2 separate regions of the Mus musculus genome follow, and region 2 is linked to region 1. The links are chromatin contacts, called in public Hi-C maps. All regions are on one chromosome and are shown on one strand. The core of a region is the stretch at or near the end of the contact, and the rest is flanking DNA. Distances in the headings are between cores, read along the strand shown.

The links. A called contact is a pair of places that touch in the nucleus more often than the background predicts.
Region 2: a contact with region 1 is called in a Hi-C map of epidermal suprabasal cells, with 3 times the contacts expected there. The contact joins the enhancer-like site here to the promoter of Ppp2r3a in region 1. A contact is called at or near these places in 4 of 484 Hi-C or Micro-C datasets (the HL-1 cell line, the N1E-115 cell line, epidermal suprabasal cells and 1 more) and 2 of 115 datasets of contacts at active chromatin or transcription factors (embryonic fibroblasts and embryonic stem cells).

Annotation. Positions count from the first base shown.
Region 1 is chr9:101,250,343-101,253,761 of GRCm38.p6, reverse strand. Ppp2r3a (protein phosphatase 2, regulatory subunit B'', alpha) reads left to right here and starts at 1,930. Exons shown (of 14, transcript NM_001161362.3): 1 at 1,930-2,100.
Region 2 is chr9:101,288,197-101,291,615 of GRCm38.p6, reverse strand. No RefSeq gene overlaps it. Among named protein-coding and RNA genes, the nearest start is that of Ppp2r3a, 38 kb to the right of the region's middle. Within about 2 kb of position 1,650, at least 34 of the 459 cell types and tissues checked have an H3K27ac peak or open chromatin away from gene starts, as enhancers often do. A contact at or near this core is called in epidermal suprabasal cells, where this site is marked.

The sequences.
Region 1 (3,419 bases), core at 681-3,180:
CTGTTCAAGACTATTCCTCTATTATGATAACAAATTTCTCATTTATTCTCAAATATTTCTTTATTTCTTGACTATGCACAAAGACTGTACATTCTATCCATAACACCTTCCTTAGAGACTGGAGTTCAATAACTGTGATAAGTTGGTAATTCACTAAGATAGAGGATGGTTCTATTGTATTGAATCAAATTTCCAGGCATGAAATTGTGTCCTTTTCTGGAACAGGGGTTTTATTTATTTACTTCCTACTTATTGAGACAGATTCTCATGCAGCCCAGGCTAGCTGACTTGTTATGACCCGTAGCCAGCCTTGAACTTCTAATCTTCTAGAATTGCAGGCATGCTCCTCCACACCCAGGAGGGATTATGTCCTTTTCATTCCAGTGGACTGTGTAAGTAAATGGAGGGCAAAGGCCCCACAGGAGTCCAAAGGTAAAGGCAGGGGGTAAGGTGTTGAAGTTCTGTGATTCTCTGTGTACTTCCTGTCCTTACCATCAAAAACTGTTCTGTGACCTTTGTCACTTCTTTGTGTCTTGCCCTTCCTTCTTCACAGGATTGTTCTGACACAAAAGAAGATATTCAACGCGGTATGGTGAAGGACTTTTAAAATAGGAAAGTATAAAGTTGGGTGTGTGATGGTTTTTCTTCTTTCAAGACAACGAAGACCACATTCTAGCTATTAAAAAGATTAACTTGGTGAAATGACTCAGGATGTAGAGCCTGTTTGAGGCAATTTTATATACATTTTTCTTTTAAAAATAAAAATATATTTCTTATAATCAACCTTACACATAGCTACAGAATGTGAAATTGTATACATTTTGTATGCACCATCTATACCTAAATGTATGTACACATCACATATGATTTCACATGTACACATAAGGCACTCTGTAAGCAACTGTTGTTTTGCTAAGAAATGTTGACAGAAAGGAAGAGATAAAACACGTACGCAGAGCCTGTTCTCACAGTTTGCCTAATGCCTGGCTCTTTAAAGTCTTATCTACATCTGGTTCTTCACCTCTACGTGACCAAATGTCACGTACTGTTCCTTCCCCTGACTGGCTTGCTTGTTTTACCTATGTGCTTACATAATGATTGATTGACTTTTTAATTTAGAATTGAACTGCATTATTTTTATTGTTTAGCTGTGGTACTCATGTAGCCCAGGTTGGCCTCAAAGTAGCAGCAATGTCACCAAAGTTCAAACACTTGGAACTTCTTGTTCTCTATCTAGCCTCCTCCACCTCTGCAGAGCTTTGCAGACATACATTACCTCTCCCAGTTTATGTGGTTTTATCCTCGTTTACTATACCAACGGGGTTACATCCCTAGCCCAGTCAGCCCATTTATTTCCCACTTTTAGTAAAAGCAAACCTCGCTTATTATTTTAGCTAGGGTCAAAGCTTAAGAAATCAAAATTGCAAATGTTTCAGAACACTCCATTAAGTTGTGCATTTGTTTTACATAGCTTTGTTTATTTAACAATTTTTATTCTGTTAACAATTCGCTTAAAATAAATAAATAAATAAACTCTTCGTTCAAAATTCACACAACTTGGGTTGAGCGAATAGGAGCATGCTGGTGTGGGCCACAGTAAGAGTGTAGACTGTAGTCAGATGGGATAGCCTCCCGGAAGAGCAGGACAGTTATCGAAGAGGACAGTAAGAAGGGTAATAAAAATAATGACGGCCATCATAAAGTGTATACTCTTAACATGAAATTCAGTCCCCAAATAGTGCGAATAGCCTTCTCCATTACACTAAGTAAATCACAGCGGCGGCCGAGGCGACGGCTCTCGCAGTGCCCCTCAGGGCCCCCTTTCGGAGGAAGGAGAGTGGGAGGAACCCAGCACGGCCAGGTGGGCGGGGCCGGGGCCGAGGGGGCGTGTCTGGTGGGCGGGCCTGTGGCGCTAGTGGGCGGGGCTGTGGCGCTGGCGGGCAGCTAAGCTGCTGGGCGGCTGGGCGGGGCGCGCTCAGGCCTCGGCTCCTCACGCGCGGCGTAAGCGGCCCAGACCCCGCGCTGCGGGAAGCCGGGGTGGCGTGTGCGCGTCGCCTGCGAGCCGAGGCAGCCGCGGGAGGAGGAGCAGCGGGCACTGAGGTAGGCGCACAGACGCGGGGCCTTAGGCCGGTTCTCCTTGGGAGCCCCCGGCCCTCCACGGGCTGGCGAGGCCGAGGGGCGGCGCACAGAGACCGGGGCGGGCGGGGCCGGGGGCGGGGTCTGGCCTGGCCGCAGGGGCCGCGCGCGGTGAAGGGACTCCTGGTGGAGCGCAGGCACGCCACGCCAGAGGACTCCCGGGGCTGGCGGCCGTGGAGAACGGTGGCCCGGGAGCTCCGCGGAGGAGGCCAGGGGGCCGGATGGCCGGCGCCTCCCACCTCGCGGGACGCCCGGGCCGGGAACTCGTTAACAGGAAAGCTTGGCAGGGCAGCAAATGCCAAGGTTCTGGAAGAACTGAGAGTCACGTCGTTAGGCGCTGAGGCTTTATTTTCCTTCCCCGCCCCCTGCCCGGCCTCGGCCCGACTTGGCCAAAGAAGGATGTGTCACCAGTTCGGGGCTGCGGGCGGGATCCCAGCCACTCTGGGCACAGGGGCACCTGAAACAAAGGTATCGGGCGACCGAGTGGCTGAGCTGCGAGCACCTCAGCCGGTCCCACGGTCGCGCCGGCCGGGCTGCAGGCTTGAGGGGCGTTCTCCTTGGGGACCGCTCGATGGAAACCAGCTGGCCCGGCTTGGAGTTGATGTTGCATCGGAACTGTGTTGTGCTCACATTATTTCCATTCCTCCCACTCTGATAAAGCCTAGGGAAATTTTATCCCGCTTGATGGTCTGCAGATGCAGAGGGGGGAGGACAAATTGCTGTTTGTAAATTATAAGGTATTTTCTTTGTAGAAAATAGTTTAAGAACATAGAATAAATGCTTGAACACGTAAGCGGAGAGGATGATTTGTAGTGCCTTTCAAAATTGGAAAAGAGTTCCTCCACGGATCTTCAGTTATGTACAAAACGTCCCCCGCCTCTTTGGTGCCAGGCATTTTTCTTTGTTCTTCCTTAGTGTCTGGCCTCAGTTTCTTGTAAACAGAGCATCAAGCACAGGGACCCTAAGAATTGCCATACTAGGTCAGAGCATGGGCGTCCAGCTAAGCAGGCAGCAGGCTCGTGTTGTAGTAAACACAGGGCTTTCCTTGGCATCGTTAAAAATTATCTCAGTTTCTTTCACTGGTCTCCATGACGATTACTGAAAGCGTTCTTAAAAATCTGTAGACGGCTCCTGATTTGCATGCAATTTATTCACGTTTATTGCATTCAAAAGGCTGTCTCACCACTTCTGACAAAACTTATGGCATGAGATACTCGTGAGAGGGGAAAAATGGATCTTTTACACAGCCTGGAAAGCTCAGGTCAGGAATACAAAGTTTTGCG
Region 2 (3,419 bases), core at 401-2,900, 38 kb before region 1:
CAGTTGTGTATTTCTTAAGCTTCTTTACATATCCCAAATTTATAATAAACAGTCTGTTCCACATTTATAGTAAACATTGTAAAAGAAAACCTTGACAGGCTATTTCTATGAAATTGGGTCAAATTTGGATGACGATGATGATGATGATGATTAATGCCTTCCAAGATTAATGCCTTCCAAACTATTTCCTCAAATTTCATGCTCTGACTGACTAGGTGTTGCTCAAAAATAAAAAAAAAAAAAAAAAACACCACCACCTAAAAACTGTTTAACAAGGAACTCAAAAAGTCTCAGAAGCAAGCTGCTATTTTAAGGGATTAGTGATAGTCACCTACTGGGAGCAGGTGTCAGCTAGAGAGAGTGTCATGGCCTCCCTCACCTGCTCCTGGAGCAGAAGATCTCTGGTTGCCCTTTCTGCCTTTGCTGCTCTGTGCATCTACCTTGGAGGCTGGAAAATGGGTGTGGCTGCTGACCTTCTGCTGTCGTCTTCCACTTAACTGCAGGATGCACTTTCTCTGTACCCTAGCATTAGAGGGTTTGAGGCTAGCATGGGCAAGGCCAGCCTCTTAAGCTCACCACATACTCCTAGAGTGCTGAGAGAGAAGAGTCTGCAGGAGGAATCCTCCAAGCCAGTGAACCACACAACCACAGGTAGAGCTGCTTGACACTGAGCCTGAGACCTGAGTTCAAATCCCAGGACAGCAAGGTAGAGGAAGAGGACTGACTGCTGCAAACTGCCTTCTGACCTACATATGCACACCTTGGACATGCGTACACACGTCCAAGAGGATAGGAGAGACAAAGGGAAGGAGGGAGGAGAGGGAGGGGAAGGGAGAGGGGGATCCTCCTAAAATAAGGACTCAAATCCCCTTGTGTAAAAACATCTTTTATCTCCTCCTAGTCTGTGGGATTGTTTGTTTTGCATCCAAATTGATTAACAACAATTGTTCAGCAAGCACATCCCTGGCAGATAACTATTCAGAGCCCTTTTTTCTGTGTAGGGATCCATGAAGTCTGAAAAGTATTGTCTTGTTGGGAAAGACAGAAGCAATACTCGTTTATCATTTGTAAACATCACACTAACTTTCCCCTGCTGCAGGCTCACACCTTCTAACTCTCCTGGTTTCAAATATAAACAAACACACTTGAGCATGTGTGCGCATGCGCACACACACACTCTCTCACACACACACACACACACACACACACACACTTTTGATCATCTTTAGCCTTTTGTGTCCCACAGGCTCCAGCTTGTTCTGAGCTTTAGCTTTCCTGACACTTCTTGTTGTGGGGTCACAGGCCCCAACCAGCCGATAGTGCTCATCAAACTCCTTCACTGTGAGCCTGGGTTTTCCTCACTGTGTGACAATGTTAAGTATTGTTTGCTTCCTGGATTCTGCACTACACTATGTACAGCCGAAAAAGTGTGTGTTCCCCCCCCCCCCCGCTCTTTCTAACCCAGTTCCTGAAGCCTTCCCTCAGGAAATTCCATTTTCCATATTTCTCCAATGCCCTCCTTGTTACCTGACTTTATTGTTTTATTAGGTCGGTTTCTCCCCAATTCTTCACATTTTTGGGGTGGAATCTTTCAATTAGGTAGGTGTTTCCTGTCGAACTGGTCTTCCCAGATTGGCTGCAAAGCCTTGGTAATCGCTGCCAGAGTGCTGATATCAACTGCCCCAATCTAGAAATCAGAAGCTGGCTACCTAACAGCGGGCGTAGCCGATACTTCAATTTTCATTCCTCATTATTCTTTACAAACGGCAGCGTTGAAAACGGAGTATGGCGTATTGATGGCTCCTTCCCACCTCGTCTCTTAACCTTCCATGTCTGTCATCTGGGTCTCCAGAGCCAATAAAGATTTTTCTCCAGGGTTCTGCTGCCTCTAACTCTCTCTAGCTCGCCTCGCTCTCTCTTCCTCCCTCCCTCCCTCTTCCATATGCAAATCTATAAGGTGGGCACTGATCAACAGCCCTGATATAACCGGGTGGGCAGGAGCCATATCTTGCTTGCCTGCTTGTTCTCACAATTCACCCATGTTCTTTGCACCAGACTACTGGGTTCTTCAGAAGGGAGTTGGTCACCAGCCTCAGTGACTCACCTCTGCCTCACTGGGTGGGACAGTGAGGTGGGACAGCTCTGGCTCCTGCCAGGGTTGACAGCAGCTGGCCAAGCTCCAGGTAAGTGGCTTAGCATAGAGTGCTGACAGCAGTGCAGGTCACCCTACCAGGCCCCTGGGAGAGATCTCTCTCCTCTCCTAGGAACCCTCCCACATGGAGAGTCGGTTTTCCCCCTCTGGACTCTCAAATTGGTTACGATGTGTTCACCTACGCTGCTCTCCAGCACTGCTCGTCTCTGCTCATCAGTTTCCTCCCTAAGCTAGTAGCAACATGCTTGTGCGTCGTGGCCTCACAGTTGCTAGTGACTGAATTTTTAGGAGAAGAAACCAACTACCGCCAGCTCTTCTAAAGTTAAGTCCCTCCCGTCAAGAAGTGGCAGCAACCCTCCCTTCACACTTCATTGGTTCTTGTTGGGGCACGTGACTATTCATTCTCCAATCCATGACCAGGGGGATAGGCATCCCATTGGACTAATCACGCTCCGCGGTGGAAATCAGATTATCTTCCTTGGAGGAATAAACTGTGAAAAAGAGATGGGACGATGAGTACCCACATATTTTGAGAAAGAACAAGGCAACTAAATGGTTGTACTAGAAAAACAATCCATTGCGTGAGGCAAGGGGAAAGCAAATTTCATTTAACTTGCATTTTCTAGCACTTAATTCTAATGTTTTCTATCTAGTAAAGAACAAAGGAACAGAAAGAAGCCAAGAGGTAGAAGAAGCCAAGTATTCTTTAGTATAAGTCCTCTGGTGAGGACACACACACACACACATACACACACTTACTTTTGAATAAATTCTACTCAATCAATTGTAATTCTGTATGGCTGATTCGTCAATATACTGGGCCCTACTTATTGCATCTGACCCTTAACCCAGCCACCTAAGAAGCCCATCAGGGATCTCTGGTCACACCTAACAACACTGTGATGCCTTCTAAGTCCTCAAATAAAAACGCGTAGTAGCCAGGCGTGGTAGCTCACACCTTTAATCCCAGCACTCCGGAGGCAGAGGCAGGCGGATTTCTGAGTTCGAGGCCAGCCAGGTCTACAAAGTGAGTTCCAGGACAGCCAGGGCTATACAGAGAAACCCTGTCTCGAAAAACCAAACCAAAACAAAACAAAATAAATAAATAAATAAATAATTAATTAATTAAAAAAATAAATAAAATAAAAACGCGTAGTAATGTGGCTGATTAAAAAAAAATACTTTCCAACTTCAATAGCATAAGTATGCATTTACTAATAGACTAGTTGGATTCACTAAACATTTGAAGGGATGCAAATTTATGCAG